Regions from separate parts of the Danio rerio genome. Here region 1 is linked to region 2. Evidence: chromatin contacts called from public HiChIP or PLAC-seq data. All regions are on one chromosome and are shown on one strand. The core of a region is the stretch at or near the end of the contact, and the rest is flanking DNA. Distances in the headings are between cores, read along the strand shown.

What was found. HiChIP or PLAC-seq counts read pairs in DNA pulled down with a chosen protein or histone mark.
Region 1: a contact with region 2 is called in an H3K4me3 HiChIP or PLAC-seq map of gastrula embryo, with 6 times the contacts expected there. The contact joins the promoter of zgc:86764 here to the promoter of dusp4 in region 2. A contact is called at or near these places in 6 of 18 Hi-C or Micro-C datasets (caudal fin, embryo, hematopoietic stem cells and 1 more) and 3 of 4 datasets of contacts at active chromatin or transcription factors (caudal fin, embryo and gastrula embryo).

What each region holds. Positions count from the first base shown.
Region 1 is chr21:21,634,300-21,639,857 of GRCz12tu, forward strand. zgc:86764 reads right to left here and starts at 3,889. Exons shown (of 14, transcript NM_001002684.2): 1 at 3,766-3,889; 2 at 2,581-2,713; 3 at 2,369-2,491; 4 at 1,470-1,703; 5 at 1,194-1,364. The coding sequence starts at 3,782. pde6b (phosphodiesterase 6B, cGMP-specific, rod, beta) reads left to right here and starts at 3,971. Exons shown (of 25, transcript XM_073935244.1): 1 at 3,971-4,015; 2 at 4,152-4,233.
Region 2 is chr21:21,452,203-21,458,046 of GRCz12tu, forward strand. It overlaps dusp4 (dual specificity phosphatase 4), which reads right to left and starts at 1,956. Exons shown (of 4, transcript NM_201171.1): 1 at 1,434-1,956; 2 at 370-497. The coding sequence starts at 1,809.

The DNA of each region.
Region 1 (5,558 bases), core at 2,639-5,138, 180 kb after region 2:
CAACATCTGGTGAAAATTTCAAGTCTACAGCACCTTAAGAAATATATGTTTTCTGAGAAACATGGTGATGTGTTGAAATTAAAATTTACTGTTTACTCACAAGGTTTCAAACATTTATGAGTTTTTATTCTGTTGACTAGAAAATATATTTTGAAAAAGTCTGAAAACCTGTAACCATTAAGTTCCATGGTACATGTTTTCCATACTATGTATGTCAATAGTTACAGGTTTCCAGTTGTCTTTAAACTATTTCCTTTTGTGTAAAGGTTTGGAACAAGTTAGGGGTGAGAAAATGATGACAGAATTGTCAGTTTTGTGTGAACTATCCCTTTCATTATGGATCCCAAAGCATGTTCCATAAACAGCCTCTAGATGGCGTTATCTGACTGAATAGGCCTACCAAAAAACTGGAATAAATTAAATTTCAAATAAATAATAAAAAATACAAAAACTTAACAAAAAATACGACTTTTAATTTGCGGCATTTGCTAAATCAGATATAACAGCTGTGTTTTCACAACCTTAATACTTCTAAAGTGGCCTGTTATTCTTCTCATGTAATGTGCAATTTAGCAGTTTGTGAATGTAAAAGCTTCAAAGATTGAAATGCGAAATAAATGAGTTACTGTAATGGCCGGAAACAGCCTGTAATTCAGTTTTACTTCCAGCACAAACTTTTATATGTTTGTCACAAATGTGCCTGTGATTCTCATTTTCTGCTCATGAACGATGTCAACTTTGAACCTCACTCATGTCAACTAGACACTGGTTATTGCAAAAGCAAATCCACTGTGCATCCACTTCCAGAGGACGAGGACTTAAATTGACTCAATGGAATTGACAGCACTGCTACAGTTCATAAGACTTTGTTTACAAGTGTTGAGGAAGAGCTGCAGTTCAGATATAGTAATGAACATTTAATTTCTGACAAGCTGCAAGCAGTAGATTAAATCAGAAAGACTGGATCATCTGCCCAATCAGAGCAGTATGCTCTCAGAAATAAGCTTTAGAGAGACCAAATCTTTAATCAAACCATTTCAAACACTGTGAGAAAATATCTGACGCTGCAGTGTATATTCTGAGCAAATGGATGGATTTAAACCAATTGTAGATGATCTCCAAAACAAAAATAAAATCCTTTAAAGTTGATAGAGAGTTTAGACACTTTAAATGAAATGATGAAAGTGTAGCACCTGGCTGAGCAGCAGTTTCAAGGCTTTGATATTGTCATGCGTGAGCAGAAAAATGTCAGCATCGGGGCAGATAGACTCCCGCTCCAGACTGCTCTCTGGTTCATGTCCCAACTCTTCCATCAAATTCCTGATGTCCTCCCGGAGCCCAGAAAACACTTTCACCCTGCTCTCCTACAAACACAGGCAAACTGATTAAGTCACAAAGGCATCCATCCAGAACAAAAAGGTATGAGCATCATTAAAAAAAAAAAAAAAAAAAAAAAAACAGCAAAATACTTTTTCCTTGTTGAGTCTCTCGACGTGTTCCTTGAGTTCCTGCAGCTGTGTTCGAGAGGGCACACTTCCTGTAGGGATATAATATGGATCGGCACACAGAGTCACACACAGCTCTTCGTCCTGCTTCTTAAAATCGTTCATCTCTCTCAAACGTTCATTTTTCTCTTTCTGAAGAGACTCAACGTGGCAGCGCAGGTTCTTCTCCATCTGGAGAACTGTAAGTTTTTCCTCCAGCTATAAATGATAACAAAGAGACAATACGCAGCTTTACAAATACAGGGCTCTATGATTTATATGATGCAAAAACACAAGCAAAATACAAAATGGAATTAGCTTAATGCAGAATGTCATAGAATTTGGCACATTTTGGATACATATACTAAAAGTCTGTGATAGTAAGCCCCAAGCGAATTATGACCAGTCTGAATTTTAAATGACAAAAACAAAATTTAAACACGAAGAGCAGCGAAGGGTTACGTTTTCCAGTGTCTGATTATTTGACAAGAACTATCATCAAAACATAATTTACTGAAAACATTTAACTAAATTTCTATTGTACAGTTAAAATGTACATCTCAATGTAATAATAATTTACTTTAACAACAATAATTTTTACCCTAAAAAAATACCATAATCTATAATAACTTAATCTTTACAAACAAGATAATTGTTCTTTCTTAATCTTTGAGTTTTTTCAGAAAAGCTACAATTAATTATTTTGAATTTAATGTAGTAAAACCCCATTAATTGTATTGCACTAAATGCATTAATTTGAAAGGTTAAAAATCATTACATTTATCTTTTATAAGATTAACTTTAAAAATTGCTTTAAGAAAACTATATGCAATATTTATATATGATACTAAGACACCATTTTTTTATTCTGGAAAGTGTCTTACTTTGAACGGTTCAAGAGTCAGTTCAAGGCACAGCGTGTCCAGTTGCTTCTGGAAGGTGATGATATCTGTTTTGATTCGATGTCTTAAAGCCTCTTCCTCCATGATCATGGAATGTAAAAGGCCCTAAAGAACATAGATTATTATTCTAGAGTAAGTATAAATTCTGCATCTAAACAACTGAAAGGAACAAATACATTAAATTCATAACTTACATCTATATGCTTTTTTACAGTTTGCATTCTCTCCACTCTCTGGTCCTCCATGATGCCGATGCTGTCCCATATGTCCACAAGCCTGGCCATCGCATGATTGATCTCAGTCACAAGAGAGAACGCCAAAGCTTCACTGCTCCCAAAAACAAAAAGCAAAATGGGAATGCATTATCATTATTTTTTTTTACATAAGTACCTATACTATTTTATGTATGCTGCATACATATTTATACAAAAATAACTTTGAATGATCAAGATGACTAACAGATCATTCATTTTCATTCTCTCCCATCTAAGTGTGTGCACGAATTGTATATATAAAAAATTATATTATTTACTTTTTGTTGCCTTGATTAGTCTCCCCTAAAATGTCTTCATTCATTCATTATCCTTTCTAGTCCCCTATTCATCAGATTGAGGTCAACTTGGTTTTATACTCACAAATTCGTTTAGTGACAACTTGTGACACGCTCACTAAACTAAATGTTCACCATGGTACTTTTTAAATATATGGTCTGAAATCATATGCAGGTATGACCATGTTGTACTTTGCGAGTCATTGGCTGCTAATATGATTCCCCATTTCAAATTTGCAAAGAATAATTTCCTGAAATTATAATATTAAAGAAAAAGTCTGAATGTGTGAATATAAAACTAACTTTACCTCTATCTATATTATTTAAAGTCACATCGTAAATAATACAGAGACTTTTAAATTAACGAATGTGTGAATATAAAACCCACTTAACCTCTATCTATATTTATAAGAGTCGCCACTGCGGAATGAACGAACCGCCCTAAAAGTGTATTTTAAATAACTAAGTATATAGAATTCGTTAGCTTTTATATTCAACAGAAAAACGTCATATAGTTCATGAGGGTGAGCATGAAACAAATGGAAGAATTTAATGTTCAATGTTATTTTGTTTATTCATTTTATAAACTGCAAAAATCAGTTTAAAAACACCTAACGTTAACCAAAAAAAGAGGTAACTTAAACAACTTTTTAATAACAAAAGCATGTTTAGTTTTATAGAACTATTAAAGCTTTGAAATCTTTGTATTATATAAAAATGTTTAATGTCAACAGTCACAACGTAACGTTACACAAGAGAATGAGACAACCATATTATTTCATCTTGCGCTGTTTTGGTGGTTTTGGAATCCACATAAAAACACACTTACCTTTTTCGACAAGTCATCATTGGACCGTATGACAACCGTCAGTAATTATATTAAAAATATATCACCTATCAATATTAACAACTATCGTCTCGCTGTGCACAGGACGAGCGGTAAAATTTGAATTGCAGCTGACGTTTTCTTTTCTTCTTCACTGAACGCAACATGAAAAGACACTCATATATCGCCACGAGTCGAGCGCCACTGTGCGTTCCGGAGCGGAATAGTTTCCTTATCAGAAGCGATAATGAGGGTTTGTTTTGTTGTCGTCACAACTTTTAGGATGTTAGTTAGTGTGATAAATTGTCGAAATAACCTTTAGATAACATGTGAGTCTTTGCGCCACTTAACACAATAGATAAACGAGCCTAACTTGTGTGTTGTAACAGAAACGACAATAATGATGAATCATGGAGGTGGAAACATCTCAATATCCCGTCTGTGGAGTATCTTCAACTAACGTTAACTAAGGTAACTTACAGTCAACAGCAGTGTTAACTTTCTATGTGTGCATTTGGCAAACACTTGACCAACTGTTCATTTACAATAAGCAAGTCCACCTAGTCATTATTGAACCTATAATTAAATAAAATAAAATAAATGAAACTGTTTTGCTATGTAATCATCATAATAAGTTTGTTGTTCAAAGAATAAACTTCCCACTTTGATATCAGAACCAAATTAAATAATCAGATATGTTTATACATACAATGTGTGTTAAAATCAGTGATGTAAAGTAAAACAATGTGTACTTTTACTTTCCCTTGAGTGCATTTTTAGTGCTGTATCAGTACTTTTACTCCACTACTTTCCTTCAAACTGCAGTCACTACTTTATTTTTCTTGTCTGAGTATTGGGTAGTCTTGACTGAGTAGTCTTGTGATTCCCGACCAATCAAATTGCACACAGAAGGTAAATTGCCTCATAATATCAAGACATAGTAATTTATTATTGCAGTAAGCTGTTTGGAAGCATTAAAAGTGTCCCAGAAGATGTCCAAAATCTTTACACACATTAACCCCAAGACTGTTTGATGAAAGTCACTGATGAGAAATGACAGATGTTTTACTGATGAGCGAAATGGACTTAAACACCCAGGACACACAAGACGTCAACATGATGACACAAGATTGATGTTGCGTTTCGTTTGAAAATGAAAATCAGGTTGACCTCAGAACCCCAACGTCCAACCTAAAATCAACTAAATATCGACCTCTAATGATGTTATAGCTTGACGTTGTGTGGATGCTCCCACTATGACGTCTATCAGACTTTAGATTTATGTTGCCATACCTGACGGATACATGTCAGTATTTGACGTCAATGTGACGTTGGTTTAAGATGTTGGTTCGACGTTGGATTTTGGTCACTTTCCAACACAACGTAAATCCTAAGACTAGACATTGAATTTTGGTCACTTGACATCACAACCTAAATCTAACCTAATATTACATCTAATGACGTTGTGTGCCTGTGCTTTTTAGGCTAGTAATGGTACTTTTACTTAAGTACAATTTTTCAGTACTCTTTCCACCACTGGTTAAAATGCAAGTAAATTTATAAAGCAAAACATATGTTAGAACAATTATCACATAAAATGTTTAATAGTTTAAATTATGAAAAACTTTTTACTGACAAAAAAGTCAAACCTATTGGTTTCAACTTCCGGTTATGGTGCCTTGCTTAAGACACGCACGAGTTAACCCAGCTGTAATATATTTTTTAAAAAAAACTAAATTTATCCCGGTTTCATTTACTATTCAAACTCAGTGTCAAGACTGAAAAGTGCTTAAGAT
Region 2 (5,844 bases), core at 706-3,205:
TAATCAGCATTTGTAAAACACTTAGATTAACACATCAGGCCAGTCAAACCTCTATCAGCTATAAAAAGGTCACTCTAATAACGTCCAGTTTATTTATCTGGGCGATGCGTATTGATTTGGCCCGCTGTTATGTCATTGGCGGCCTGCTAACAAGCTGTAGAGGCAGGAAATGATCGATGTGGGAATCAACACTGCAGTGTCTGACACCGTACACCCTCTATCACAGAGGAAAGGCCGGACGGACACTCTCTAAAGCACTGCTATCAGCCGGAAAGAGCAGCGGATGACAAGCAGTCGACAGGACGTTTAATGTTACACAATGCTGGCATTAGCTGACCTCAGAGTATCCAGTGCTGCTTGTGTATTTACCTGGTCGTGTTGAGGAGTCGCGCAGGACAGGCAGCTGCTCTCTATACTGGACTGAGAACTGGACACGGAGAGTGTTCTGGTTTTCAAACAGTAGTCTGGATATTGTGTGGAAAATCTGTCATAGCCCCCTGTAAAAGTGGAAAAGGGTGTCAAAAATTCGTTTTTAAAATGCATAAATAAAGATGTAAAACCAGTGTGTGTGAGAATTGTTTTAGTCTGTTTGTTTTAAACTCTGTATTAATGAAATATGGGATTATTTATGTAATTGAATATGTTTTATAGTATTATACAATTATAATGATTATTTATTTCTACGATTTATTTTTTTATCATAATGTGTTTCATTTGTCTAGATAAAAAGTTTGATTATACTTAATTAATATTTCATATATTTTCTATCTCAGTTTTACTGGAATTAGATGATTCATTTCATTTTAAGCGAGGTCACAGAGGTTGTGTTTAGATATTACACTGAAAAAAACAGTCATTGACAAGACACCACACAATTTCTAAATGACAAGAACACAATGTTAAAGCAGTAAATGACTGATCTCTTGTAACATTTTGTACCCGTGATAATATATAACTCATTTCTCGCATTCAGTCCCACTCTTTACAAACAAGCCACGCATTTAGGGGATTTTAAATGCAAAACGTATACATACAATCTGCCATATTACAATTCATTGCAAAAGGCCTACATTTCTAAAATGCAAGAATCTTCTTACATATGGTGTATTAACCAGATGGTTTGTCTCTAAAAATGGGTAAAAGATGAAAATATTGTTGTTTTGCAGAGCCTACGGACATTTCTTTTTAATACCAGAGGTCAAGCTGGAACATGTTAGCTGGTCAACCAGCGAATAACCAGCTTGGACCAGCTTAGACCAGCTAACATGTTTCCAAAAACAGCTACCAGCCTACCTTAAGCTGGATTTTCCAACGGGGAATATTACATCATTGTCTATCTATATATCAGAGCGGATATATTTCACTATTTCAGATAGTACGGTTTCATCGGGATACAAATTAAGAAAACAATTATGATTGGTTTTAAAACGTACCTTTCAGCAGATAGACTTCCGTGCTAAAAGTATCCCTACACAGCGCGTTGTGTACCAGTGTAATTGTGCTGTCGTCTTTCATGGTGTTTGTATCGGAGCTCCGCTCGTCGTACAGGATCACGGCGGAGTAAAGCCCCGATTTCAAGCGGCTTCTCGCTTCATCGTCCCCAGACAAAATCTGGTCCAAACTCACGGAGCCTTTCGCTCGCCTCCGAACGATCGTGTTACAGCGAATATTAACGGCACCGCGGAGATGTCCGGCGCTGAACGCCAGAAACGACCTGCAATCCAGAAGCAGACATTTCGCTCCGTCGTCCTTCATCAGCCTCTTCAAAACGCTGCAGTCCATTTCGCAAAGTTCGTCCATTGTGACCATTTTCCTCCTCCGACGGGGACTGGTCACGGTCAGACGGTGGTTTAATTTCTACAAAACGTCAAATCCAAGCGCTGGCACTGCGCGGTGTGATGTTGTGTTACCCTCCTGAGAGCTTTACTACCACGGGCAGTTCTCTTTCCGTTTTATGAATGGGCTTCAGACGCGCGCTCCATAAAAGGACCGCGACGTCACAATGGAGATGACGTCAGCTACGAGCTCCATTCATTAGGCGCTCTTCATTCATAAGAGTCAGTGGCGATCGATGGTGACCGCCGTCACCTTCCAGTCACCAATTCAGCCATCAAACTGTGTCTTTTGACATAAACAGATAGATTCAATTAAATCTGCATGGAATCTGGAAACAGCATCTGTAAAGAAGACGATATAAAGCGCTTAATCGTGTATATAGAGTGCACAGTGTGCAGTTAGTTTGATGTAAAGTGTCATTTAACTAATTGTTCGTTTATTGGGCGTATAAATATATTTATGGGTACTGATTACAAATGTGTATATAATATAAGCTTATTGTACACACACACACACACACACACACACACACACACACACACACACACACACACACACACACACACACACACATATATATATATATATATATATATATATATATATATATATATATATATATATATATATATATATATATATATTGTAAAAATATATTTATGGATTATTTTATAAATTACAGTGGAAACATATCGGTATTATTTTTGTAGTTTAAAATAAGTTGATTAAAAAATATTTCCACAATATATTCCCACAATTCTCTGCGCGACTCATTGTCTTTTGTTTACATGAGAGCGATTAAGTTAACGGTTAGGTACATCACTCTTTTTTTTTGTCAATGTCTATTTAAATGATTTATGTTTTATTTCATGTTGTTTAATTAATGCTAAAGCGTGGCTGGCTTGAATGTGTTTTGTGAGGTAGCCTAATATTGCGAGTACCGTTTGTTTATTTTTAATGAATAATGTTCGAGGGTCCATTTTAGAAGAGTTCTACACACATTATGGCGCTTCTACTGTGGGCAAACACGCATGACAGTAAACAAGAAACGGTAAGACTTCATTTCTCAAATGTCATGACTTGAAAGCCATTTGTCACAATAATATTTGAAGGCCCTTATTCCATTTTTCCAAATGTTTCTAATTTACTGGACACTGTAGACTTTGAGTAGGCTAATTGGTATGCACATATTTTATTTTTGGGCTACTGTTTGTAAACTATATAGTCACAAACTGCCATTTGATTATTATTTTTAATTAATTTTGTTATTTGCTTTATAAGATGCATTATTAAATTATACATAGGCTACATGAGATCAGGGATGCCCAAACTAGGGCCCATGTGTAGGGCCCAAAGTTGGCCCATGGTATCCTTTGATTTGGCCTGCCATTCCATTTAAGAAAAGAGGAAGAATGAGGACATGGTTTATAGATTGTCATTTCAAATCAAATCTAAGCTTTTGTTTGTTTCCTTTATTGTTCAAAACTATCTAAAATTAAATGTTTTAATAAAATGGTGTAAATTATTCAGATTTAGTTGAAATGTACACACCGTCACCCCACACACAGAGAACAAATCAAGGCAAAGGCAGATTTTGCTTGACTAGTGTTTTCACCATTAAACTACACTGTGTTAAAAATGTGATTGTTCATGTTTTTATTGCAATGAGTTATGGTTTTAAATGTTATACTGAATTAGTTAATATGATTTAAAGTAATGTTTTGTTTTAACTTTTAAATCTTATGAAATAAATTAGGAAATTACCCATAGCAACTTTAATGTGTGGTAAATTTACTTCAGCCCATGGTTCTCAATTATGATATCTGGCTTTTGGTCCTTTATGCGAAAACGTTTGGGCTCCCCTACATAGGGTTGCACAGTTTACCAGTTCTATGATAGTATTGCAATATGGCTTCAAAATACTGGCAGTGTTAGTAACACTGCAAAAGGTAGTATTGTCATTAATGGTCTATCTTCAGCAGATAGTGTTGTGGAAAAGTCACTAAATCCTCACACATTTGTACAACAATAGACCATTTTATTTTAGTAGTCTGTGAAGCCCTTTAAGGTTGCAAGTTTTTTGATGTTTTCTAATGTTTGAAATGCACATCTGAATCGGTTCATTTCTGTTCCACTGAATATGATTTAGTAGCTACAAAACCACGACAATCTCTTAAAAAGAAAGACACACAAAAATAGATTTTGAATAACTTTGGATTGTTAACTGATAATACTGAAAAAAAAAAAAACAATAGATGAAAAACCCAAAATAGCAACAGAAAACATTGAAACAATTATTGACCACTTTATATAGCCTAAGTTTGTTGGAAAAATGCTCTTTTTGTGCATAATTTCATTTAATATTATTTGTATCTTTATTTTAATGTGTTTTTTGTTGGTCAGTTATCTACAAAATAAATGAATAAATTTTAGGTGAAGTCACATGCAAATAATACTTTTTTTCAGTAATAAGGGAATTTTAATGAAATTTAAGACCTATTATAACATGTAAGATATAGTATTTCTGACTATTTTCTTTATGATTTTAGTTATAAACTACAGTATAGCAACACTATTTGGTATTGTGATACTTAAGCTGATATAGTATTGTAAGAATACCCCTGCGTTATATTATTATATATATTATATTAATTATAAGAAAATACATAGCTTAGATTTAACAATCAATTATAAACACAACGCACATCCAATAAATGTGTATTAGATATAATTGCATTAATTACACTGTGTTGATTAATTATAAGAGTGCTTTATTTGCTTGTCATGGATCCATCATCCAGTTTCATTTGTCCTCTTTCCTTAGTCACCAAACTGCCATCCTGTAATTTATATTTTAACCGATAATGTCCTGGCAAATTGATCTCGGGTCTTTTATTGCTGGGTGTAAAGAGTTAATTATTGTTGTGATTAATTATCATTTCCATACAGGAGACTTTAAGAACCTGTCTGATTTGATGGGGGCATGAGGGTCAGTTCTTTATTGACTCATGAGATTAAGAAAGCCCCCTAGTTAATTAGTTAACATGGTTAATGACAAAGAAAAACCTCCAAGTGGTTTGCTTCTTCTGGTAGGGTTCACTTGTTAGAGATGTTATCTTTGACATGGAATAAACATCTGTTAATCAACCAATCAAAAATTTTATATATTATATAAATATATTATATATCACCATATTACATTGTTACACTTTATTTTACCAGCACATGTACTTTTTGTGTAAAAATATAAACCCCATGCATCTCCATGTGTGAATTTGAAGTAAAGGTTTTGCATTTTAAAACATGCAGTGTTTTCGTTTCCTCCGGATCTCGTATGTACAATATTTGCATGATTTAACACAAGCTTGTCCATGAGACTCCTACATTTGCATAGTGCTCTGCCATCGTTGCTTTAGTCAAGCACAGAAAGGAAGGTTCTGAAGTGTTAATGTTATCATATGACACATGCACCCTTCCCCCCTGCGTGGCTTTGAGCTCATTTGTGACTGAACACAATTCATTTACACTGTCTGAACTCAAACTGTGGAGTGTCATAGAACTTAATTTAGTCTAGTCGCTTTACTAATGTGCCCAGGTGCTAAATGGAATTTTCACTGTGTTGTTTTTTCCACGTCTCAAAGAATAGTACACTGTAAAAAATAATGGTTGCCTTAAATTTTTAAGATGAATCTAATTAACCGTATGAGTCATTTGAACAGATATTATATAAACTGAGTAAAAACAGATGGCGCACCTTATGAAATAAAGTTAGAACATGATTAACTTAGTTTCTTAGGTTACAATTAAGTAAAAACATGTCATGATAACTTGCTCATATAATTTTTACAGTGTATATGGACTATAGACAAATTTTAAGTTAGAGGATAGGAATAACATGTGTAGACCAGGAGTTTTCAATAGTGTTTTAATGTTATGGTGGCACCTTTTGAAAAACTTTCCCACAGTTTACATGGAAGGATTGACATTTATTTGGATAAATGGTGTACA